Regions from separate parts of the Sus scrofa genome. Here region 2 is linked to region 1. Evidence: chromatin contacts called from public HiChIP or PLAC-seq data. All regions are on one chromosome and are shown on one strand. Each heading gives the region's core, a stretch centred on a gene start, on an enhancer-like site or on the middle of the called end of the contact. The rest is flanking DNA. Distances are from core to core; before and after follow the strand shown.

Evidence for each region. HiChIP or PLAC-seq counts read pairs in DNA pulled down with a chosen protein or histone mark.
Region 2: an H3K27ac HiChIP or PLAC-seq map of alveolar macrophages shows a contact between it and region 1. The contact joins two enhancer-like sites. A contact is called at or near these places in 2 of 47 Hi-C or Micro-C datasets (embryonic fibroblasts and fibroblasts) and 1 of 2 datasets of contacts at active chromatin or transcription factors (alveolar macrophages).

Annotation. Positions count from the first base shown.
Region 1 is chr10:27,315,323-27,318,907 of Sscrofa11.1, forward strand. All of the region lies in intron 5 of C10H9orf3 (aminopeptidase O), which reads right to left. Among named protein-coding and RNA genes, the nearest start is that of C10H9orf3, 160 kb to the right of the region's middle. Within about 2 kb of position 1,944, at least 36 of the 83 cell types and tissues checked have an H3K27ac peak or open chromatin away from gene starts, as enhancers often do. A contact at or near this core is called in alveolar macrophages, where this site is marked.
Region 2 is chr10:27,534,668-27,538,252 of Sscrofa11.1, forward strand. No RefSeq gene overlaps it. Among named protein-coding and RNA genes, the nearest start is that of FBP1, 52 kb to the right of the region's middle. Within about 2 kb of position 2,049, at least 5 of the 83 cell types and tissues checked have an H3K27ac peak or open chromatin away from gene starts, as enhancers often do. A contact at or near this core is called in alveolar macrophages, where this site is marked.

The DNA.
Region 1 (3,585 bases), core at 694-3,193:
GTAGAGGCTGGAGCTCAACAGCCACCATGGACTATGGGTTGGTTTTGGGAGTCTAAGAGCTGACCTTGAGAATGAAAATCAGTAGAGCAGCAAGAGAGAAGGCTGGGTTCCTGCCCTGTGAGTTCCTCTCCACCCTGGACTTTTTTTTTTTTTTTTTTCTTCAATGGAGAAAGAAATAAAATTTATGTTTATTAAGTCAGTATTATTTTGAGTTTTCTGTCACATGTAGCCAAATCAAATAGTGATACGATCTGGAAAGTAATTTGACAAATAGGCACAGGTAGACTTTACAAAAGTATGCCTTTTCGAAATCTATTATTTGATAAACATACTGAGAACTCTTTCCAGTGAGTAGGCAGGAACAGTCACCCCTCGGTATCCATGGGCAACTGGTTCCAGGATGCTTGCCAATTCCAAAATCCAGGGTGCGCAGGTCTCTTATTTCTGTAAAATGGTGTAGTATGGCTGGCTCCCCTTATCCGCAAATACAGATGGCCGACTGTATTTATGAGCACATATTTTGTCTTCAGAATTAAACCCGCTACTCTAAGAGAATATAAAGAAATGCAAGACCAGGCTTTTATCCTTAAGACGTTAATTAAGCTCGCCAATGGAAAAGAACACGCAAGAACTGCAAAGCCCCCTTGCCCCCACTGACACGCCACCCCGAGGGAAGAGCGCACAGCGGCAAAGAACACGGAGGGAAAGCGAGGAAGTGAGACGGCAATTACGGAAGGAATTGGGAAACCAGCGGGCCAATGAGGACGAGGGTTCTCGGGGAAAGTTCCGGGGAGGAGCTGGCCCTTGAGGGGAGCCGTGTAGGAGGGGGCGGGACCTGCAGGGTCTTTGGAAACCAGGCTGGGTGTCCCCAGGGTGGGGAGCAACAGCAGGGAGACCCTTGTTTCAGTAATGAGCACAGCATGTTCAAGGAGATGGGAAGGAGGTCAACCAGATGTGTGGCCTCAGGAAACAGAGCCCTCCCTTGGCTCAGAATGTGGTCTCTCAGCCTTGAAGCGGGTCCTCGTAAAGGATGGCTTACCTCACCGTGCACCTCATCTTCAGGACATGAACCTCTGCTCCATGTTCTCCCTGGCTTGCATATAACACACCCCTCATGTGGCTTATGACTCTCCGAGGCTTCCTCGGGAGGCCCTCGGCCCAAGGCTTTTTCTTTAGAGACCCCGCTCAGGCCTCGACCCAGTAGCGACTTCTAGAGAAATCCCTACTGTGCAATAGGCACATAGGAAGCCTTGCTTCCATCCTCTGATGAGGCGTTTCAAATGGAGCTCTTAGGTGGAGGTAGCGTGATCTGCCTGCTCTGAAACAACACCAAAGCCATAGACTGACCAGTCATCGCTTCCGAAGAAGAGGCCAGGGAATTCGATTACTCACGAACTAACCACAATCACAGGATGAAGCAGCAGCTTTGCTAATAAGCTCCCTTTCAGCGGCTCCTCATAAACAAAACCATTGTTCGTGTTTTTTTGTTTTTTTTTTTTTTTAAATCAACCAACACCTCTGAGGAAAATGAAAGACATGGGCACAGCCTTCAACTGCGGAGCCTGTTTCGGGAGGGTAGGAAGTGTTATCACCACGGGGGAGCCCAGAGGAGGTGGATACATTAAAAGGATCCCTATGGAATCAAGGCCCAGCCGGTTTACTCGTGACTAAGGAGGCGGGGACGGGGGAGAGGGCCCCAAGTGTGACAAATGAAAGTGTTTTTCTACTGGCAGGTTGGGAGGAGAGAATAATCACTCCGGGGTCTGGTCTAAGGCAAATCAAACCAAACTTGACCCCTTTTCCAAAACGGGGCCCCCAACGGCTCCCAGGAATCGTCGCTGGCAGCCTGGTGGCGCAGGAAAGCAAGGACCAGCTGGGGGGGAGGCCTGAGTGCTGCTTCGGCTGTGCTGCCTGGATGCTGTGGTTGACCTTGGTATCTTTCTCCATAAACGAAGGGGGTCTGTCCCGAGACCCACACTGACTCCGACAGTGACTCTCTGCGGACGACAGGGGAGGGCACGGGAGAGAAGGAGATCCGATTGTCTCCCCTCCTCTGCTTGTCTGCCCAGCACCATCTCTCCATGGGCCCTGCGTCACATGAGTTCACCGGTTCAGAGACGGCCAGCCTCGGCCGAGCTCTCCTCCGAGGCTCGGCAAATTTCATGCTTCTTTGGTGACAGCAGCAGCTGCTGCTCCCCTCAAACCACATCCTTCCCCTTCGTCACGAGGCCTCCTCGCGAGCCACAGTTTGCCTTGGCCGGAGCTCCCTCTGCGTCAGCTTCCCCCAGAAACTGCCACCCATGTGCAGGAGTTCTAGTTCATCGACCTCTGTGAAGCCCATCCAGCTGGCCAGAGCGGGATACCAGGTGGTCAGGACCAAAGAATTCCACGGCACTGCAGACATATTAAAGCTGAAAGGGAGCACAGAACAATCCAGTCCCACCGCCTCCAATTTATACCTGGGGACACCGAGGCCCAGAGAGAGCTTTGTTTACTGCAAGGGGGCCTGGTCACATCGAGAACCTAAGCCTCCTGACTCAAAGGCCAGTTATGGTTTTGAAATGACCGCCTGAAAAAGAAGCTCCTCGTTATGGTGTGCTCGGTGCCAGGCACGGCACCAAGTGGCATTTTCTTCTTCTTCTTCTTTTTTTTTTTTTTTTTAAGGGCAGCACCCTCAGCATATGGAGGTTCCTAGGCCAGGGGTCAAATCAGAGCAACAGCTTTTGTCCAATGCCACAGCGACAGCAATGCAAGATCAGGGCCATGTCTATGACCTACACCACAGCTCATGGCAATGCCAGATTCCTGACCCAGTGCGTGAGGCCAGTGATAGAACCCACATCCTCATGGATACTAGTTGGATTCGTTTCCGCTGAGCCACAGCCAGAACACCCCCAAGTGACATCTTAAAGGTCAACATACACAAACCAGACCCAGGGTCTTTTTTCCAAATGTGCTCCTCCTGGCCTCCCACCTTCCTCAGTGGCACCCCCACCCATCCCGCTGCGTAGGCCAGGAACTTGGGAGTCAGCCTTGACACCTCCCTCTTCCTCACAACTCCCCCACAGGAAACTTGCAAGCTCTGTCATTTCTCTAGAGCATTTTCTCCACAATCACTATTTCCACCCTGGTTGAAGCCTCTTGCCTGGACTGCGGCCAAACCTGTGATCTCGCCATCCCACTGCCACCACGCCTGTCCCTGTCAGTCCATTCTCCAACCAGAGGCCAGAATAATTCTGTAAAAACACAAACCAGATCGTGTCACGCCCACCCCATTCCTACCCCGCCACTGAGTTAAACCCACCGTTTTCCTGATACACTGAGCATGAAGCTCAGGTTCCTGTGAGGCCCTGACTACTCTGACCTCTGATGGCATCTCCAGTCTTGTCACACCCCCAATCTCCCCACAGCTTCTGACGTCTAACACATCTTTCGGGATCCTCCGAAGTTCCAAGTTCTTTCCAGCCACAGCCTGTCCCTCTGCCTGAAATGCTTTCCTTTCTATTCCTAGCCCGGCTCACTTCTCACTGTCCTTCAGATCTCGGCTTAAACATTACTTCCTCAGATGGCCCTTCCCTAAGACCT
Region 2 (3,585 bases), core at 799-3,298, 220 kb after region 1:
CTTTACTTCAAAACCTCATGTGAGCATTCTTCCTTCCTTCCTTCCTTCCTTCCTTCCTTCCTTCCTTCCTTCCTTTCTTTCTTTCTTTCTTTCTTTCTTTCTTTCTTTCTTTCTTTCTTTCTTTCTTTCTTTCTTTCTTTCCTTCTTTCTTTCTTTCTTTCTTTCTTTCTTGCCATGCCCATGACATGCAAATATTCCCAGGCCAAGGATTGAACCTGGCCTGCAGCAACAATCTGAGACACAGTAGTGACAACATTGGAGCCTTAACCACTAGGCCACTAGGGAACTTCCCTCATGTGAGCATTCTTTATTTTGACAGCTGTTATATTCATTTTGGAAAAGCAATGTCTCATGTTTACTGTGATTTCTTGCCACAGCTTTTTTTTCAGTACATGTATTTGGATTACAGGTGCAATTTTCTGAGTCAAAATACTGACTCAGAAGCAGGTTCTCCATCACAGGCTGTTCTCTAGGGATAAGCCTGAATGTGGACTGACATTCAGATGAAGCCTCTTTTCTTTACTTGGCAGTGCCCCCTCTTGTGGACGCAGAGCTAATACCCCATCAGCAACAGTCCTAAGGCAGCTTTTCCTGGTCACATCACATATGCCAGATTATTTAACCAAACAGTCCCGCCATCATCTTCCCACTGCATGGGTTCTCACTGGTAACCAGCAATGACAAAATCATTAACTCCTGGAGTGCCCATCGTGGCTCAGCAGAAACGAATCTAACTAGTATCCATGAGGATGCAGGTCCAATCCCTGGCCTTGCTCAGTGGGTTAAGGATCTGGTGTTGTCATGAGCTGTGGTGTAGGTCGCAGTCGAGGCTTGGATCTGGCATGGCTGTGGCTGTGGTATCGGCTGGCAGCTACAGCTCCAATTCAAACCCTAGCCTGGGAATCTCTATGCCACAGGCACGACCCTAAAAAAAAAAAGGACCAAAAAAAAAAAAAAATCATTGACTCCTCTCCCTCATACAAATACTATGGCAGGGACTATGGTACGTTGTTCCTACACTGTTTGTTCCTGGCATTTCCCAGTGTGTCATCTGCAGGCCAAGGTATTTAAGAGCCAGTGGGCCTCCCCCATCTTTTTCCACACTGCATTGGTCCTGGAAGAGCCTTGTTCTGCACAGTCCAGCTGCTATACAGAAGAGGGTCGCCCCACTGCCTCAGACTTTATAAAGGCACGGTTTCAGGGTTTATTTGTTGTTCTATGTAGTCTAGCCTAACTTGATTTTACATAGGCCAAAAGTTGATTCATACTTTGGACGTGAACATTTTTATCCAACTCTATGGTAAACTGCTCGTACACATATGATAGCAATGGCTTTTCCACATTTTATGCCATTGAATTTTATGTGATGTTCACAGAGAGGTTTCATACAGGAATTTTGTGAATAAGTTATTCTGCTTTTTCTCCTGGCATGACATTTATAAATTGGAGACTTATAAGATTCTTGGCAGCAAAATATACTACTTGTTTTTATTAAAGGGGTAGGAGTTTGAATGTCTCTCTCTATGGTTCTTGGTCTCTTTTTTGGCTTGAGCAACAAAATTGAATACTCCAAAATGTTATCTCATGCTTGGCCGAGAAAAACGTAATTGTTCTGCTAGAGAGTGCAGTGTTTTCTGTGAAAATAGTGCCAGAGTTTGACAAAGTTACATAGAAGACAGTACATGTTCGATTTGAAGTTTTCTGTTTTGCATGTGAAAAAATAACTTGTTTGATCTACATAGATTCATATTCTGTATATATAAGAAATGTCCTACCCACTGCTTATGTTCAGATACTTTTCTGAATTGTAGTTTATGTTACCACACTCCTTATTCTTTTCATGCCTCGGGGAACTGTTTTAAAACCAGTAAGTCAATTTCATAAATTGGGAATATAAATTAATTTTCAGCCCCAGTCCTCAAGAAAGCAGAGACTGAGACAGGGATTGAAGTGCTGATAATTTATTTGGGAGCTGCCAACCTAGGGCAGTGAAGGGTGAGTCTAAGGAGTCAGTGAAGCAAGGACAGATACGAGTCATTGTAGTGTAACACATTACTTCCCTGGCTCCAGCAGGACAATGAACCACAAAGAGAAACAGCAAACTGTACAACAGTCACATCCACTTTCCGATTGGAAGTGGAAGGGATACAACCCTTCCATGAAGGAGGTGGAGTCTGTCTGCCGGAGTCCTTCCTGTCTCCTGTATCCCAGTGGTCAGGGTTCCCCCCTGATGGACGAATGCCTGTCACTTCTGCGTTGTGCCATCTCTTCCCTCAGTAGCTTCTGAGTCTCATTTCAGTCCTCTGTCAAATGAATATTCAAATAAATGATTTGAAATATGCAAATAAATGATTGCTAAAGGAAAAGATAATAGGAACTCCTAAGTGCTCAGATACTGACCAGAGTTCCTCTTCATCTGTAAAATGATGAGGAACTTGTGATCAGCCAGCCACAAAGGAACAGTGGAGACAGCCGGGTGTGGTGACAGACTTGGAACCTGGTCCAACAGTGATGTACAGTTCTTTCGACCATATTCATGAGAATAGAGGGAACGGATGGGTTCCAAAAATGTTTCAGTAGGAATAATAATAAGCAAAAATTAAATAACTCCGGAAGGGGCCAAACACAATAGCTTATAATGCCTTCCTCAGAAAAAGGTCTATTTCAACATTGTTCCAGGAATTCAGAGAATGCTGGAAATCATTTATTTTACTCTGTTTCTGCCCCCCTTTTTTCCTTCTAAATATCGTGTAGAGAGCAAAAGTTAACATCCCCATCTGTTGTCTCACTGGGGGTAGAACTGTTCCTTTAAATCTGGGAGGTAAGAAAATCAAAGTTCTCAGAGCTGGCTCTATTTCCCCACACAGAATTCACTTATTTTGAATGGCATAGTTACAGGTCTCACTACAGAGTGGCAACCCCACAGCATTTCAGCCAAGAAACTCAGGTTTAGGAAAAAATATTCCAAGTTCTGCTGAAAGCAGATCCAGAGCTAACACAGCCAAATTAAACACTGAAGTCAAGACATTTAAAAGCCGGTACTCTCGTGTTGCTTGTTACTTCTTTACCTGGCATACAACGGAATACCTTAATTCTCTGTTGAATTCATTAAGAACACGACTTTTCATTCAGCAAATAATCCTTGAGATTTGGGGCAGGGCTAGGGACATTAACATGCAAGCATTGCACATTATTTAAACTTTCTGCAATTTAGTTGAAAATATGTGACAATTAACTAATCCAGTAATAAAAGGGATATCATAAGGCAGTATGAGATTCTGGATTGTTGAGTGATAAAGATAGCTAACCCCAGGAGTTCCTGCTATGGCTCAGTAGGTTACAAACCTGACTAGCATCCTTGAGGATACAGGTTCCATCCCTAATCTCTCTCAGTGGATTAAGGATCCAGCATTGCCATGGGCTGTGCTACAGGTTGCAGATGCAACTGAGATCCAGTGTTGCCATGCTTGTAGCATAGGCCTGTAGCTGCAGCTCTGATTTGACCTCTAGCCTGGGTGCTTGCATATGCCCCAGGTGCAACCCTTAAAAAAAAGCAAAAAGCAAAGGAACAATCAAAAGATAGCT